2 separate regions of the Mus musculus genome follow, and region 2 is linked to region 1. A link is a contact called in public promoter capture Hi-C data. All regions are on one chromosome and are shown on one strand. The core of a region is the stretch at or near the end of the contact, and the rest is flanking DNA. Distances in the headings are between cores, read along the strand shown. Region 1 holds the start of Rnf168 (ring finger protein 168). Region 2 holds the start of Rubcn (RUN domain and cysteine-rich domain containing, Beclin 1-interacting protein).

Region 1 (4,559 bases), core at 1,130-3,629:
GGGTAGAGGACTAAGAATCTAAGAGTCAAAGGGAAAGAAATTGTTTTCACTGGCTAGTAGAACTTCTCTAGACAGGACATGACATCATTGTCTCGAATCAGAGAAGCTGTGATTGGCCACAGCACAGGGTCATGAGATCAGTCCTACTGCCATTTCCTCGTTGATGGAAAAGGGAAATGCTACTTTCCCCTGAGTCTCCAACCCCAGACCTAGGCTGTACATACTCTTGCTCCAGCCACACCTAATCTTCAGGGACGCTAGACTATACAGGAGGTGGGACGCTAGACTGTACAGGAGGTGGGACGCTAGACTGTACAGGAGGTGGGACGCTAGACTGTACAGGAGGTGGGATGCTAGACTGTACAGGAGGTGGGACGCTAGACTGTACAGGAGGTGGGACGCTAGACTGTACAGGAGGTGGGACGCTAGACTGTACAGGAGGTGGGCAGTTGATTGGGGTTCAGAATGCAGTGGTGCAGCTTTGGGGGTCATCCCCACACGGAGGTGGGGATTTTAGATGGTTTGCCTTCAAGTCATCCATGCCTCTGTAAGTAACCCACACCCATGCTCCTGTAAGACCAATGAACTCATTGGTTCACCACGCTGGACTTGGTTGGAATCTCTTCTTTGGTCTGTCTTTGCCCTGTCTAGGCGAAACAGACATTTCTTTATATTTCCCTAGGAAGAGTCAGACTGCTTGCTCAATTTGAACATTTTGAATTTTGAATGCCTTTTGAAGGGCAATTAATCAATTGAAAGCATGAAATAATAGGGGTGGAGAGATGACTCAGTGGCTGAGAGCATGTATAGTTCTTCCAGAGGACCAGAGTTCCACTCCCAGCACCTATGTCAGTGTCTCAGCCACAGCTCCAGGACAGTCTTGCTACTTTCTGCCAAGCTTGTGGGCCTTAAGTCGTTAGAAAGGAAGCTGAAGACCTCAGTGGACTGTGACACAGAAAGAAGTATAAATGCCAAGTTGTCACAGATCTGAGGAACAGAAACCATAACCAAGGCAACTCTTTCTTTTTTTTCTCTCTCTTTTTTTGGTTTGGTTTTTCTGAGACAGGGTTTCTCTGTATAGCCCTGGCTGTCCTGGATCTCACTTTGTAGACCAGGCTGGGATTGAACTCAGAAATCCACCTGCCTCTGCCTCCCGAGTGCTGGGATTAAAGGCGTGTGCCACCACGCCTGGCCACAAGGCAACTCTTATGACAATATTTAATCAGGGCTGGCTTACAAATTGAGAGGTTCAATCCATTATCAAGGTGCCAGAGCATGGCAACATCCAGGCAGGCATGGTGCAGGAGGAGCTGAGAGTTCTACATTTTCATCTGAAGGCTGCTAGCAGAATACTGCTTCCAGGCAGCTAGGATGAGGGTCTTAAAGCCCACACCCATAGTGACTCACCTACTCCAACTGGGCCACACCTTCTAATAGTCCCATTCCCTGGGCCAAGGATATGCAAACCATCACAGACTCCAACTCCAGGTCCTCCTGTTTCTGCCTCTGCCTTTGCTACCTAAATGCCTCAATTACAAGACACACGTGTCCATGCCTAGTTCAGAGGTCCTTCCTTCCTTCCTTCCTTCCTTTTTGAAACAGAGTCTCTTACTAAACTCACTGTATAGACCAGGCTGATCTCTACCTCACAGAGACCCTCCTGCCTCTGCCTGCAATGTTTTGGGAACCAGCTGACCAATTGAGGAAGGGTCTCATATAGCCCAGGTTGACCTGGAACCAGTTATGTAGCCAAGGCTAGTTTATAATAATCCTTTTGTGACTACTTCCCAAATGCTGGGATTGATTATAGAAATGGGTCTCTTGTTGAGTTCTTCAGACTCCACATACCAAACCCAATAGGCATTTACTCATGCTAAAGTCTGGGGTAGAGGGCCCAAGCCAAGCACCCCCAAAACAAGAGGGAAAGCAATAACAGCCAAATCTCTACATTGCTGTTTTAGCCAGTACCATAAGGATATCACCCCCACCTTATTTAACCTTTACAAGGATTCTTTGAAACCACAGGTGTAACTCTTTGTTGCTGCTCTCCTTGAGCGTCACTTGTCTATAAGGCCAATATCTGCTGCTCATTCTATAAAATGCTAGTGTTGCAAATAAATGCTAAGAAAAATCTTTAAGGTAAATTTGTTGTAATTTCTTCTTTTAGCACTAAGAACTTTAGAAAGCTTTGTTAGGAGAAGGGTAGCCTAAAGAATACTGAAAGAATAATTACAAAAATTCCTGTTCGGATCTTGGTTTAGAGAGTTACTTGAGTAAGCAAGATTCTGCAGCCTACAGTAGCCGAGCGACCAAAAGCGGGAGGAGTTGCTACTAGCAGGCTAGGCGGGAACGCAGACGCAGCTCCCGGAAGTCCCGCCCGACTGAGCGGTTCCTTGGGGGAAGACGTGCCGTTTTGGCGGGGAATTGTGACGTCCGTGGAGCCCGGGTACCTGCTCCGGCCGCGGCCAGTAGACCGATTGGCAGGACAGCGGGTGCGAGCGGCTGGGTCTCGGGACCCGGGGGGTACCGCGAGGTGTTCCAGAAGCTGGAGCGTGGGCACTGGAGGGCTGCCTCCACCGCAACGGCGAGACGGAAGTCCCGCGGCGGCCCGAGCCCGGATTCCGGGCGGTACCGGGTGCTCTGGGAGCGGCGGTGCCCGGGCTTCCGGCTCTGGCAAGCCCGGCCGCCTCGCGCGTAGAGGCGGGTCCTCACCGCGTAAGAAGGGGAGCTGGATGAGCGCTTGTGTGGCGCGGGGAGACAGAACCACTCTCCGCCCCGAGGCCGCCGACTCCCGGAGGAACGTTCTTTCATTCCCTTGCTGGACTCAGGGCATAACTGTTGACCTGACATCACAGCTCCTGCTTGTCTCGGGCCCGTGGGAACTCAGGCCTTCTGGATCTCAGTCCGCTGCTGTGTGTGAGAGTAAACACCAAACGGCTCGCTGCTTTTCTCCGTTCTGGGCGTGATTAGGCGAAAGACGACTTTAGTCCCTTTCTGATTTTAACGTTGGGTAGGTCTCATTAGCATATGAAGATGGCTGCACCTAAAACCTCCATCCCTTCCTTAGCCGAATGTCAGTGCGGGATCTGTATGGAAATCCTCCTAGAGCCTGTAACCCTACCTTGCAACCACACGCTCTGTAACCCATGCTTCCAGTCCACTGTTGAAAAGGCCAATCTATGCTGTCCCTTCTGTCGTCGCCGGGTCTCTTCGTGGACTCGGTACCATACCCGAAGAAATTCTCTGGTCAATACAGACCTGTGGGAGATTATTCAAAAACACTATGCAAAGGAATGCAAGCTTAGAATCTCTGGACAAGAATCAAAGGAAATCAGTAAGTAAAATTAAGCATGTTTATTGGGTAAAACGGCCCAAAATCCCTTTGAAAGGGAACCATTTTTGTTTTTGCTTTTCGAGAAAGGGTTCCTCTGTGTTGCCCTGGCTGTCCTGGAACTCACAATGTAGATCAGGCTGGCCTCGAACCCAGAGATCCACCTACCTCTGCTTCCTGAGTTCTGGGATTAAAGGTATGAGCCACCATCGCAGGGCTCGAACCATCATTTTCTAATTTAAAGAAAAAGAAAAAGAAGGCTAAATAGTCTGAATCGTGAGGATTTGTGGTTTTATAAGCCCTGCCCACACATCAGTTAAAGTCAAGGACAGAGTTACATCACGTGTAGTAATGGTCAAGTTGTGTTCATCTGCTGTGAATTAGGGTTTTTTTTTTTTTTTTAACATTTTTTTAGACATGTTTTGAGACACAGTTTTATTACTGTGTAGCATGGGATAGCCTTAGCCTCACAAATACTGGAGTTGCAGGTGTGCTATTACACACCTGTCCTTTATAATGTAGTAGTATTAGTGAGGGTTGCCCTTTATAAGGGCAGAATGGTAAGTATTTTTGTGGACTATATAGTCTACTGAAGACACTTGGTGAGCTCTGCCACTGTAGAACAAAAGCCACCGTAGTCAATACATTAATTTACATTACCCTTTGTAAATGAAGATAGTGCCTGTGTTTCCATAAAACTTTATGAAAAACAAAAAGTGGGGGGGCAGATTTGTCCTGTCAATGAATCATGGCTAAATAGCCCCTGTCTTAGAATATCACTATTACTGTTCTTAAGAACAATTCTTTATCTGTGGAGGTAGCAGAATTAAATAATTGCAGATACTTCGGAAGGGAAAACTTGAGATTTCTTATTTTTTAAAATATGTATTTAGAGTGTGTGAATGTAAGTGCCTCATGTGCATGTGGTGCAGAAGAGGCAGGAGAACTAGAACTGAGTGACAAAGTTATAGGTTGTCATGTGAGTACTTGGAACCAACCAAACCCAGGTACTCTGGAAGAACAGTAAGCATTCTTTTTTTTTTTTGAGACAGGGTTTCTCTGTGTAGCTCACTCTGTAGAGACCAGGCTGGCCTCGAACTCAGAAATCCTTCTGCCTCTGCCTCCCAAGTGCTTGAGTTAAAGGCGAAAATTTAATTTTTTGTAACCCAATTGAAAGATTTTTTTTGAATATATAGTTCTGTTTTCAGGTGGCTCAAATATGAAAAGG
Region 2 (5,039 bases), core at 1,448-3,947, 590 kb after region 1:
TGCAAAGTGCTATGAACTGAGATCAAAACAGAAGAGAGGCTTGTGGTAGGCTTAATTATGCACATTTCTTTATCAAGTGCTTGGAAAACTGTCTATCCTTTACGCTTAACAAGTGCTGTCAGCTCACTAAGATGACATTTTGAATTGTGTGTTGTAGTGACCATGAAAAGATTATGTTTGCAGTGGCCTGGCCACAATGCCTTAATTCTCAAACATAAGGCGTGTCTTTACCAATGTCTATCTAAGGAGTTAAGGGGGCCATCAGTACCATTAAACACACACTCTGAACTAATTAGTCACTAACAGACAGTAGCTTTACAACAACAGTTTGAGCGAGTGACCGTGTGTGTGTGTGTGTGTGTGTGTGTGGTGTGTGTGTGTGTGTGTGTGTGGTGTGTGTATGTGTGTGTGTGCGTGTGTGTGTGGTGTGTGTGTGGTGTGTGTGTGTGTGTGTGTGGTGTGTGTGTGTGTGTGTGTGTGTGGGTGGTGTGTGTGTGTGTGTGTGGTGTGTGTGTGTGTGTGTGTGGTGTGTGTGTGGTGTGTATGTGAGTGTGTGTGTGTGTGTGAGTGTGTGTGTGTGTGTGTGTGTGTGTGTGGTGTGTGTGTGTGTGTGTGTGTGTGTGTGGTGTGCTAGAGTTGTTTAAAGCACTCTAGTTAAGAAGCAGGGGGAACTGATAGGAAACTATACCTGCAAAGGAGTTGTCGTGCACACCTAAATGACCAGCCCAGCACAGTAAGAATTTAGCATTACTGTGTACATTTGTCACTATTATCATGTGGGGCAGCAGCAGAGTGTAGAGGTTAAAGGTGTGAGTCTCAGTTCTACCAGAGATTCACTGCGTGACGATGGCAAGTTACTTATCCTGTCAATGTCTCTGCTTCCGCACCTGGGCAGTGGTCATAGGTATAGTAGCTACCTCACACAACTGTTAAGATGTTCAATAAGTTAACCTTCACAATGCTGTCAAGACAGCATCTGGTGTATAATAAAGAAGTAATGGATAATTAACTAACTAATGCAGGTCCAGTTAAATGAGAAAAAACAAACCAAGCAAACTTAAATATCTGACCCAGTCCGCTCCACATGAAACAGTACAGGAAAATCCAAATAGCCCTAAAGCTTGCTTACCAGCTGCAGGGTACCATTTACATAAAACGCTTCACAGACATCTGGAGAAAAATAAATAGCCAAGTATAAAAAAGCAGAAACTAAAATGTTGAAAGGAGAAGTAAGACATCTAGTTTCATTTAGTATGCACCATTCATAGACCTCGGTCAAGAACGCCAAGCTCTACTAATTCAGTAGGCCACAGGCTATATCATAGCAGAAATATTTTCACCCAGACACTTTTCAGCTCTCCCCTAGGAATATTTTAAGGTAAATTATTTTGCTTCTAGTCGTGGGACTTCACCTGCTCTGGAGACCATCATTGTACTAAACCTATTTTAAGTGTCAAGAAAAACTCCCTCACGCCATATTTCTACTGTGCCTCTGCTCCTGCATCCTCTTAAGATGTTGAGACCCTGCTTCTGTTGTTCTTGTGGTGCTGAGGATGGAGCCCAGGGCTGCCTGCATGCTAGGCAAGCACTCTACCCTGAATTACACTCCCAACCTAAGACCAGTTGTTAATGAAGCAATCCTAAGTAGGACACACACACACACACACACACATAAGTGTAGTTGTTTAAATTTAAAAAGAAAATAATCCCCCTATTTCTAGAAGCTAAGGTTTTCTGACAATAATTCCACAAAAACTTGAGCTTATTTAGTTTGCATTGTGGAGAAGCAGCAAAGGGGCTGAAGAAAAAAGAAACAGAGGTCCTCTCAGGGCAGCAGCATCTCACTGACAAAGGACATGCACATGATTTCTGTCCCTTCAGCGAGCCCACACCCAGTGCAATCAGTTTCTTTTAACCCACGGGCCTACCTCTCCTCCTCACCCACATTCATCTCTTCCTAACCTTGCTGAGCCATTGTAATCTAAAACCGTAGCTCCCAGAATATCTTAGCACCCTTTTAAAATCGGTCTGGGTTATCACAAGTTTTAACGCAGGGCACCAATCTTGTTTCTGCTCTTATCTATAGACTTTGGCCTATAAAAATCTCACTACAGCACCTCAGTCCTTTCTCCCAGACTCTCAATGTCCACCTCTCCTCTGGCAGTCTTGTATCTTAGTTTCTTCACTGTCTTCCCTGGCCCTCAAAGAATCATACCCACAGTTGCTCACCGTCCCTAAATTCATCTCCTCCCTTGTCCTTATACACGCCCCACCAGTCCCTCCTCTTGGAAATTCTTCCCAAACAAGTCACTTGAACAGTAGCTCTACAGGATGCCGCGCCCCGCACTGCGTGTCATGCCAGCCAAGTCTCCCTGTGCTCCCGCGCACGCAAGCAGCCCCGACTGCCAGCCGCTCCCAGCCCACCTGCTCTTCTCTAGCAGACGCTCCCCATCGCCGCCGCCAAGATCCATTCCCGCGCCCTCCGGACGCATCCGGACTATAAGGCCGTCTCGGGGCCAGAGAGAGGCTCCAGGCCGCTTCGACCGCCAGGGTACCCGGAGCACCCTCAAGAGAGGGGAGGCACCATGGCTGGTGAGCTTAGAACCATGCACTACACCCTGACAGCGACAGAGTCAAGGACTGCTGCCTCAGCTGCCGCTCTACCCCTGCCACCCCCACTTCCGGCTCCAAGAACTACAATTCCCAAAAAGCCCTTCGAAGGCCATCCTTCTCCCGGCATGCACTGCCCCATCCAATCCCAGGCTCCCCTAACCTGGGTACACGTGATGTGCTAGGCGAGTTTCCCTGGGCAGGGAACCTTGATTAAAAGCTCCATGTAACTAACGACAGTCAGGAATTCGAGGGCGAACTCCTGTCACACTTTACTCAGGAAATCAGACTCTGTCGGAGGTTAAAATAGACAATAAAACTGATATAATCCTAACTCGATTAACTTCACTTCAGTCCATTCCTGATTTAATACTTCTTGGTGTTGGAAGACTCCAAGCATTTACACCAAGAGATCACAAACTGAACCAGAAAAGGGCAGTAGAAAGGCTAGGAAGACTTTGAGGGAAGGTCTCTTGCAGGAGTGATGTCGGGGTACAGGTTACTGTTTTCTTTTTCTAAATATTCTTAAATGTATATGCGTGTGCCTGAGTGTATGTGCATCACATGCTTGTAAGGTGCCCGTGAAGGCACCGGAACAGGGACCCTCTACAAGAACAGATAGTTAACCCTTGAGTCAATTCTCCACCCTGTTTTGGTACTGTAGCACAGGTTGGGCTCAAAGTCAAGACCCTCAGCCTCCAGAATGCTGAGATTATAAGCATACACCACCAAAGCCATGCAGAGCAGTTTCTAGGATAAGAGTTTAACAAGGAGGGGAGGAGAGGCAGGAAGATGGACAAAACAGCTCTCACAGGTATTAAGAAAATAGCAGTTTTGAAAATCGTTGCTTCTTAGTAATCAAAACTGAGAAAGGGCAAGATGGTTCAGTAAGTAAAGAAGCTTGCTACCGAAACTAACCACCAGAGGTCAAACCCCAGACCTCCATGGTGGAAGGAGAGAACCAACTCCTGAGAGTTATTCTCTCCCCATGAATGTACATGCATGCATGCACTAAATGTGTATACACACCCAGTATATATACACATATATAAAGTTTTTTTAAAGCAAAGGAGTGGGACACAATGATGTGGGCATTCTCATGCAAGCAAGACCAGGTTATGAAATGACATGTTAAGGAGTTGGAATCAGCCATAGAACAGTGAGTTTTATCAAATGAGAGGGTATGGCAAATGTGCTTACAAAGCTAAGTTTACAATGTGGAAAGGAGATAGAGTAGGTATCTCATTAGAGGTAAGAGCGAAGTAGATAGACTGGTGATCCCTAGACTAGTCTGTGCATGATAGTCAAGAGTAAGACAAATCAGCTGCAAGAAACAAGAGAGAATGGGGCTGGAGAGATGGCTCAGTGGTTAAGAGCACTGACTGCTCTTCTGAAAGTCCTGAGTTCAATTCCCAGCAACCACATGGGTGGCTCACAACCATCTGTAATGGGATCAGATGCCCTTTTCTGGTGTGTTTGAAGACAGCAACAGTGTACTCATACATTAAATCTTTATTTGAAAAAAGAAAAGAAAAGAAAGAAAGGAGAGAATGGCAGAAATTCTGAGCTGGACTGTTTCAGTCTTTTTCCAAGAAGGGAGTCTCACCTTAGCTGTAACTGAGTGTTGTCAAATGAACACTGGGACTTTTGGTTGCCAGCTAATACAGTATTGCTTTGTTTCCCAAAAAAAGCTAGAATCTGCCCCTAAAGGTATAATTAACTACACTTCTAAATTCTGCCAGACTATTGTTCAGACCAAGGAAAGCTTGACTCTAGGCTGAAGGTGGCCCTGTGGTTGCTAATTTGCAAGCCCAGGCCTAAGCTAGAGCAGGGGCTGGAAGAACAAGGTTGATTACAACAATATGAAGGCATGAGAATCAGCATTATTTTGTGAAGGGCTGGATACAGCAAGTGAGAGGGAGGAAGAGGGTGAAAATAACTCCATTAAAACTAATGAATGTTAAAAAGGTCTCGGCTTCTAAAGGTTTTCTATCTGGGCTGGGCTGTAGCTCCAGGTTGGGAGCCCCTAAGTTCAATCTTCAGCACTAGGTAAAGGGGACATAGTGGTGGATGTCTGTGACCTCTGGGCTGGACACAGTCGCACATCTGTGACCTCTGGGCTGGACACAGTGGTGCACGTCTGTGACCTCTGGGCTGGACACTGTGGCGCACATCTGTGACCTCTGGACTGGAGAGGCAGAGGTCAGAAGCTCAAGCGAATCCCTGACCCCATGCTGAGTTCAAGGCTGGCCTGGGCTATGTGAGACACTGTGTCAAAAACAAACAAACAAACAAACAAACAAACAAACACTAGTTTCATTCAAGAAAAGACAAAGTCCAAGCCAGGTGTGGTATCAGATGCCTATAATTCTATCAGCCAAGGGCTGAAGCAGAAGGATTGTGAGCTGAGCTCCACAGGAGTAAGACCT

Evidence for each region. Promoter capture Hi-C pulls out the DNA fragments that hold promoters and counts their contacts.
Region 2: a contact with region 1 is called in a promoter capture Hi-C map of the C10 cell line, with 2.8 times the contacts expected there. The contact joins the promoter of Rubcn here to the promoter of Rnf168 in region 1. A contact is called at or near these places in 6 of 39 promoter capture datasets (the C10 cell line, fetal liver, hematopoietic stem and progenitor cells and 2 more), 1 of 484 Hi-C or Micro-C datasets (B cells) and 1 of 9 other capture datasets (liver).

The regions. Positions count from the first base shown.
Region 1 is chr16:32,275,082-32,279,640 of GRCm38.p6, forward strand. It overlaps Rnf168 (ring finger protein 168), which reads left to right and starts at 2,380. Exons shown (of 6, transcript NM_027355.2): 1 at 2,380-3,334. The coding sequence starts at 3,028.
Region 2 is chr16:32,865,669-32,870,707 of GRCm38.p6, forward strand. Rubcn (RUN domain and cysteine-rich domain containing, Beclin 1-interacting protein) reads right to left here and starts at 2,698. Exons shown (of 19, transcript NM_172615.4): 1 at 2,425-2,698. The coding sequence starts at 2,492.